2 separate regions of the Sus scrofa genome follow, and region 2 is linked to region 1. Evidence: chromatin contacts called from public Hi-C data. All regions are on one chromosome and are shown on one strand. The core of a region is the stretch at or near the end of the contact, and the rest is flanking DNA. Distances in the headings are between cores, read along the strand shown. Region 1 overlaps FAF1 (FAS-associated factor 1). Region 2 has its middle 31 kb from the start of DMRTA2.

Region 1 (3,194 bases), core at 403-2,902:
TTGCTCTGAATTCTCAAATTTCTGAATTCCAGGTGTTTCTGAGTCTCTGAATGAAAGCACAGTTATTTTGAAGGAATTTTAGTAAGGCAATTAAAGTTGTGTAGATTTCAGTATTTTCTGAATTTTTACTGAAACCGTATTTCTATTCTTATATGATATTTAGGAGTATAAGTAATATTTTCAGGAGTTCCTCTTGTGGCTCAGCAGTAACGAACCCAACTAGTATCGGTGAGGATGCGGGTTCAATCCCTGGCCTCGCTCAGTGGGTGAAGGATCTGGTATTGCTGTGAGCTGTGGTGTAGGTTGCAGACGCAGCTCAGATCCTGCATTGAAGTGGCTGTGGTGTAGGCCGGCAGCTGCAGCTCCGATTCCACCCCTAGCCTGGGAACTTCCATATGCTGCAGGTGCAGCCCTAAAAGGACAAATAATAAGAACAATAGTAGTAGTAGTAGTAGTGGTTGTGGTGGTGGTGGTGGTAGTAGTAGTAGTAGTTTCAAATTTCTGTTCTTCAAGAACTGATATTTCACTTGGAATTGAACAAGTCTTTGAGTATACATTTTAATAGCGTATTTGGAATTTAATATAATTGACAAATTTCGTTTTCTTGGAGAAAGTACACATGCAGTTAATAGCACATGAGTTGTAGAAATTCTCATGTATGCAAAGTATTTGTAATTGAAATTTAAAAACACCTTGGTGGAGAAGGAGTTAACAGGTTAGCTCCCCTTGGTTGTTCTCAGCATGTTCTCCTGCCTTTAGGAGCTGAAAAGATGATAACATTGGGCCCGGACATGCCTTTGTGGCGGTTATGGTACTCCTGGGGTTTTTGCAGCTAACTGTAAAGCAAGCTAGAACTTGTTCATCTCAGAGTTCCTTGTTTTTCTTTCAACCCTTTCAGTGCCCTGCAGGAGTCATTAAATCAAAACTTCATGCTGATCATCACCCACCGAGAAGTCCAGCGGGAGTACAACCTGAACTTCTCAGGAAGCAGTACCATTCAAGAGGTGAGTTATGTCTCACAGCTAAGGAATAAAGGTAGCTCATTATAGCTAATGTTGACCCTGTTAAAGAGGGCTTATCTATTCTGGTTGGAAACTCTATTTATGTTTCATTATTGGGTTCTTTATTTTAATTAACTGGAGCATCAATGATTACTGTAGATATATTAAATGACTTGACCTAGAAAGATAGATGTTGTAAATGAAAGCTCTTGATAATTCTTAAAATAGTCAAGTCTTAAAACCTTGCTTAAAACTTATTGTTATATATTTCACATTTTTATAGTAATTATTCAGAATATTAATTTAGAAATTATTGACAGCATGCATTTTCCAGCATGCTTATATTTTATTTGAAAGGTTGCTCTTGAATATATTATTTATAATGTGTATCCTGCCTGTTTCCAAAAGGAATTTGAGGAGGCTTTTCTTAAGCAGCTCAATTCCAGCCTTGGGCAGTATTCCTGACATACTGTTGGGAGACTCAGTCATTTTAGATCACAGTGTCTGAGAATAATCTATTTATAGTATCAATATTTTCTTCATCATGGCCAACCAGGGCCACTGTTTCAAAAAAGAACCTTCCCCAAGAGAGAAGAGGTATCTTGTAAGTGACCCCACCCACCTAAATTATCTCCTTAGGGGAAAAAATGTGTAAGGCTATGATAAAAACTTGTGCCTAGAAACAGTGAAATGATGATTATGTCACATTACCCCTTGTTAGGAAGGCAACAACTTGTCGACTCATGTTTTTTATAAAGAAAATTAATCATGCTTAATCTTGGATTATTTCATAATTTTTTTTCTTGGACTGCATTGCTTAAACTAATTATAATGCCATATTAAAAAGAACAAGTTGTTTTTACCATAATCATTTTTCAGAAGTATATGAATTGTTTCAGCAATGGTTGGACTGTTAGTGGTTTCCTTTTTTCGTGTTTTATCAATAAAGTTCAGCTTCTGAATTTAGCATAAATAACTCATTACTTAAAGTTTATTTTCTTTGTTTACCACTTGAATAGTTTGTTGACTAGTAACTAAGATCTTTAAAATTTTTCTTGGCCTCTAATTCGAATCATAGGTTTTAAGTTATTTGATTTTTTCCAGGATTTTAAATATATTAATTTCCCTTTCCCTATAATGATGTTACATTTTTAATTTAAAATTTTAATTCTTTGAAGAATCATTGTTGTTTTTTTACATTAAATATAATGTTTAACAACGGCCCCATCACAGAGTTATTGTAGGAACCTCATGATTGTGGAATTTAAATTACATATTGAACAAAAGTAAGAAATTTACTTTCAAAATAAATATCCCCAGTTTCATCAAGAAAAGCAAAGATAATAGGTAAATTTCATTCTGTTGTTGATTTATTTTTTTAATTGAAGACTAGTATAATTCATGAAGGTAAACCTAGAATATTTCTCTTTCTGAATGAAATTTTTGAATTTCTTTCCTAATGTAAAGCCAAAATTTTACCTTTTTTTTTTTTTTGGATTTTTGTTTTAACATTTTCCAGTTTCTATAGTTTGAGTGTGTTTCAACTTTCTCCCACAAGAGGGCGGAGAGGACTATTAAACTGATAGTCTAAAAATGCCATTCAGTGTTTTCAAATTAGCTTCTCTTATATTAACAAAAAGGAGCATAATGGCCAAGTTATTGTTTGATTTACAGATAATTGGCATATTGCAAGGAGGAGACTTAATTTCACCCTTTTAAATTAAACAGGGAGATTTAAAAAGACATAAAATATTCATTAATGTTCGGTGATTATAAAGTAGTGGCATATATTTATTTTGCCTTTATTACTGTTTCGATGGGAAAATACTGCAAATATTTCCGAAATCGAGTTGGCCATACTGACAAGTTGAAATGTTTAAGCAACGTTAATGCAATCTGCTCACACCTGATATCCTATTCAGAATGATTCAAAATGACTACATCAATTATTAAAAAAATTTTTTTAAATTCTGTAAGTGTGCCATTGTACGCCACAGTTGGCTGAAACTGTTCTCCGTGGCCTACTATTTAGATTATCAAATATATTCTAAGCTTCAAGGACTTGAAAACAGTAAATCTTTTTTATGCCATTTTCTAAGTGAAAAATATCCTGAAAATATTTTTGCAAAGATAGATATCCTTATGCATTTCTCAACAGCAGTTTTTGGTTTCTTCTTTTTTTCTTTTTTCTTT
Region 2 (3,194 bases), core at 234-2,733, 280 kb after region 1:
CTAAATCCATGTGCTAAGTCATTGAATCCCCCTGAGCCTCACTTTCCCCTTCTATAATATGTAGGTAGTATTTTCAGCAGCATTGCTCAAGCCTGGAATCCAAGGCCCCCTCTCCATGTTGTGAGATTATTTTTCAATAATCACTTGTATTAATTACAGAAGAATTTCCATTAGTGTTTACCAGGTGCAAAACAGCTGTTACAACTCCAAAATTGTGATATAAAAATTATCTTCCATACAGCAAAAAACCTGAGAGGAAAAAAATCCCTTCATGTTATAATTCATAGTAGTTTTTTAGTAGAGCATTACAATTAAGATATTAAATTATAAATTCACATGGTATATTTAAAAATTAAATTATAGAGTAATACAAATACTTAAAAAAAAATCTTTTTAGGGCTGCACCCAAGGCATAGGGAGGTTCCCAGGCTAAAGGTCAAATTGGAGCTGTAGCCACTGGCCTACACCACAGCTGCCGCAACACAGGCTCCTAGCCGCATCTGCGACCTACATCATAGCTCATGGCAGTGCTGGATTCTTAACCCACTGAGCGAGGCCAGGGATCGAACCTGCATCCTCATAAATGCTAGTCAGATTGGTTTCCACTGAATCACAACAGGAACTCTAATACAAATACTTTTAAGTTGTGATGTGCCAATAAAGTTCAAAATTTTATCACTGATTGGGACTCAGAACTCAGAATAGGCCAACAGTTTAGATGATTCTGTGATCTGCGTAAAGGTTAGAAGGAGCAAGGAGGAGGAAGATGTCTGTAAATAAATTATTTCACAGAAAAAACTTAAATTTTTTTTTTTCTCTCTCTCTCTCTCAGCTGAGCGCTTGGCATGTGGAAGTTCCCAAGCCAGAGATGGAACCTGAGCGGCAGCAGTGACGCTATAAAATCCTCAACTGTTAGGCCACCAGGGAACTCTGAAAAAACTGAAAAAAAAAAAAGAAAAAAAGATAATTAATTTTAAATGGATAAGTTAATGTTCTAACCTGTTGGCACAATGTACAAAAACACAATAATGATAGTTTGTGTTTATAGAGTGTTTACTACCTTCTCTTCTAGCACTTTACACGTTATTTCATTTAACCTACATGACAACCCTGTGAGGTAGACAAGGAAAAAGAGGCAGACAAGTTAACCCAGCCAGAAAACAGCTTAGTGCCAATTCCTTTACATCTGACCATGTCCTTTCTCTTCCTCAGTGTCCTCATCTGTGAAATGGGTTCTCAAGCCTGTCGCGTGAGCAAGCAGCATCTTGAAGGATCACTGTTACAGTCAGGGCTTTGTTCCCCTGTGGCTCTGGGGCTTCCAGCCTTGCCCTCACCCAGTGGCTATCTCCCCTCCCTTCGTTTTACTGTATTCGCTTTCATCCTCTCTTTCGGTCGTAATTTTCTAGATCTCTCCAGGGCTTTCTCCCAGTCTCTTCCCCTTCCCACCCCAACCCAAGACCCTGGGTTTTCTCCGCCTGTCCTCTGCTGCCCCCGTGTGGCCCAAAGTGGAAAGGCCGCTCCTCGCGGACCGCGCTCCCGGGGCCTCCGCGCTCCCGGGGCCTCCGCGCTCCCGGGGCCTCCGCGCTCCCGGGGCCTCCGCGCTCCCGGGGCCTCCGCGCTCCCGGGGCCTCCGCGCTCCCGGGGCCTCCGCTGAGGCTGAGCACAGGGAGATGCAGAAGCGGTGCCGCGCTGGAGGCTCACCGTCCGCCTCCTTCCGACTAGGTGGGGGTTTGGCACCCAGCTCTGGACTTGGTTCGCCCCTGGCTCTATCTGACCTCTGGGTGCGCGGGAGGGACAGAGGCCTACCTCTAACCTCGGGTCTGTGTGGACACCCCACCCCCGACCCCGAGTGGCTGTGGTCGCCGCCGCCGCGCGCCTCCTTCCTGAGCCTCAACCCGGAGGAGCGCTGCGCCCCCGGTGCTTGAGCCTCCCCGCTGTCTCTAGAATTAGGTGAAATTGGAACCCAGGACCGATGATGGTCTTTGCCTAGCTTCCTTCACCCTTGGACGACTCTCCCCGCCACCGAAGGTCACAGTGGTGACAGTGTGTAGGCAGACGGATGTATTCGCCTTCACAGCACGTGGCCCATGAGCGGCAGCGCACGGACCCAGACCCCTGGCGTCTCTGAATACTTTTCTTGCACCATCCAGCCCTTTCCCAGACCTTAGGTATTCCCGTCAGAAGCCTGATGAACAACAGCCTCTTCTTAGATGGTTTTACGTGGCTTCACACTATTCCACTCACGTGCTTAAATATATTTTAAAATTGTACGAGCAATGTATTAAATATACTTTAAAATTGCAGGAGCAATGTGCGGTCGTTGCAGAAAGATTAGAAAGCCCAGCAAAGACTTCCGAATAAAAATGACAGGTTGTACAAGAACGCTCTTTCCTGAAATTCCATGAAAATGACAGCAAAGAGATTTGATTAATATATTTAAAACCGCAAGGACAAAGAGAGCAGGAGAGGAGACGCCAGCAGCAGCAGCATTTGGGAAGCAGGGAGCGGAGAGCACATCTGAATCAAAAGACTTCAGAAAGCTGCCTCTCACACCCCAGTGTCTGTACAAGCAACTGGATTTACATTGGGAAAGCCCAAAGGCTCAGGCCCTTGGAAGTAGGTGGGCTGGAAACAAAGAGCAGGTAGACACCCTGATTCGCGCTCCGCCCCCGCCTCCCCGGTGCTGCCAGATGACCTTCTCCCCAAGTGGGCAGAAAACTAGAGGTATATTCTTTGGAGAGGGTAAAACAGAGTCTCTGAGCGGGGGGCAGGGGGGACTCGAGGGTGGGAAAACAGGAGATTAAGTGAATGTTCACATCTGAGTGTTGAGTCCCCAGCGCAACACCCCGTTCCCTGCCCCGCCTTGGCTCCTGGCACCTGGCAGCTAGGCAAACACCTGTAGGCAGGAAGTTGGAATTTGATCCTGGGAAGAGGGCCAGCGCCTAAGGAAATGGCCCAGGCAGACCCCGGCTGCCTCCAGCCCAGGATGCCCGCTGTCCACAAGCCCCACCCATGTGCACACAGCTCTCAATCAGCTTTCTCATTTTTTCTTTTAACTATTTATTTTTATTTTTGCCTAATTTCAGACTTAGAGAAAAATTGCAAGAATTCCTGTCTACTCTTTGCCACAATTCCCCTAATATGTACATATTATTTTCTACTGAACATGATGTTCCTTTATCTCTGAATAATTC

What was found. Hi-C and Micro-C count contacts between places; a contact is called where the count stands out from the background.
Region 2: a contact with region 1 is called in a Hi-C map of fetal liver, with 3 times the contacts expected there. The contact joins two enhancer-like sites. A contact is called at or near these places in 2 of 5 promoter capture datasets (fetal liver and liver), 20 of 47 Hi-C or Micro-C datasets (alveolar macrophages, embryonic fibroblasts, epiblast stem cells and 12 more) and 1 of 2 datasets of contacts at active chromatin or transcription factors (skeletal muscle).

What each region holds. Positions count from the first base shown.
Region 1 is chr6:161,364,074-161,367,267 of Sscrofa11.1, forward strand. FAF1 (FAS-associated factor 1) reads left to right here. Exons shown (of 19, transcript XM_021097816.1): 7 at 899-1,004. Among named protein-coding and RNA genes, the nearest start is that of FAF1, 190 kb to the left of the region's middle. Within about 2 kb of position 1,653, at least 1 of the 83 cell types and tissues checked has an H3K27ac peak or open chromatin away from gene starts, as enhancers often do. A contact at or near this core is called in fetal liver, where this site is marked.
Region 2 is chr6:161,646,333-161,649,526 of Sscrofa11.1, forward strand. No RefSeq gene overlaps it. Among named protein-coding and RNA genes, the nearest start is that of DMRTA2, 31 kb to the left of the region's middle. Within about 2 kb of position 1,484, at least 15 of the 83 cell types and tissues checked have an H3K27ac peak or open chromatin away from gene starts, as enhancers often do. A contact at or near this core is called in fetal liver, where this site is marked.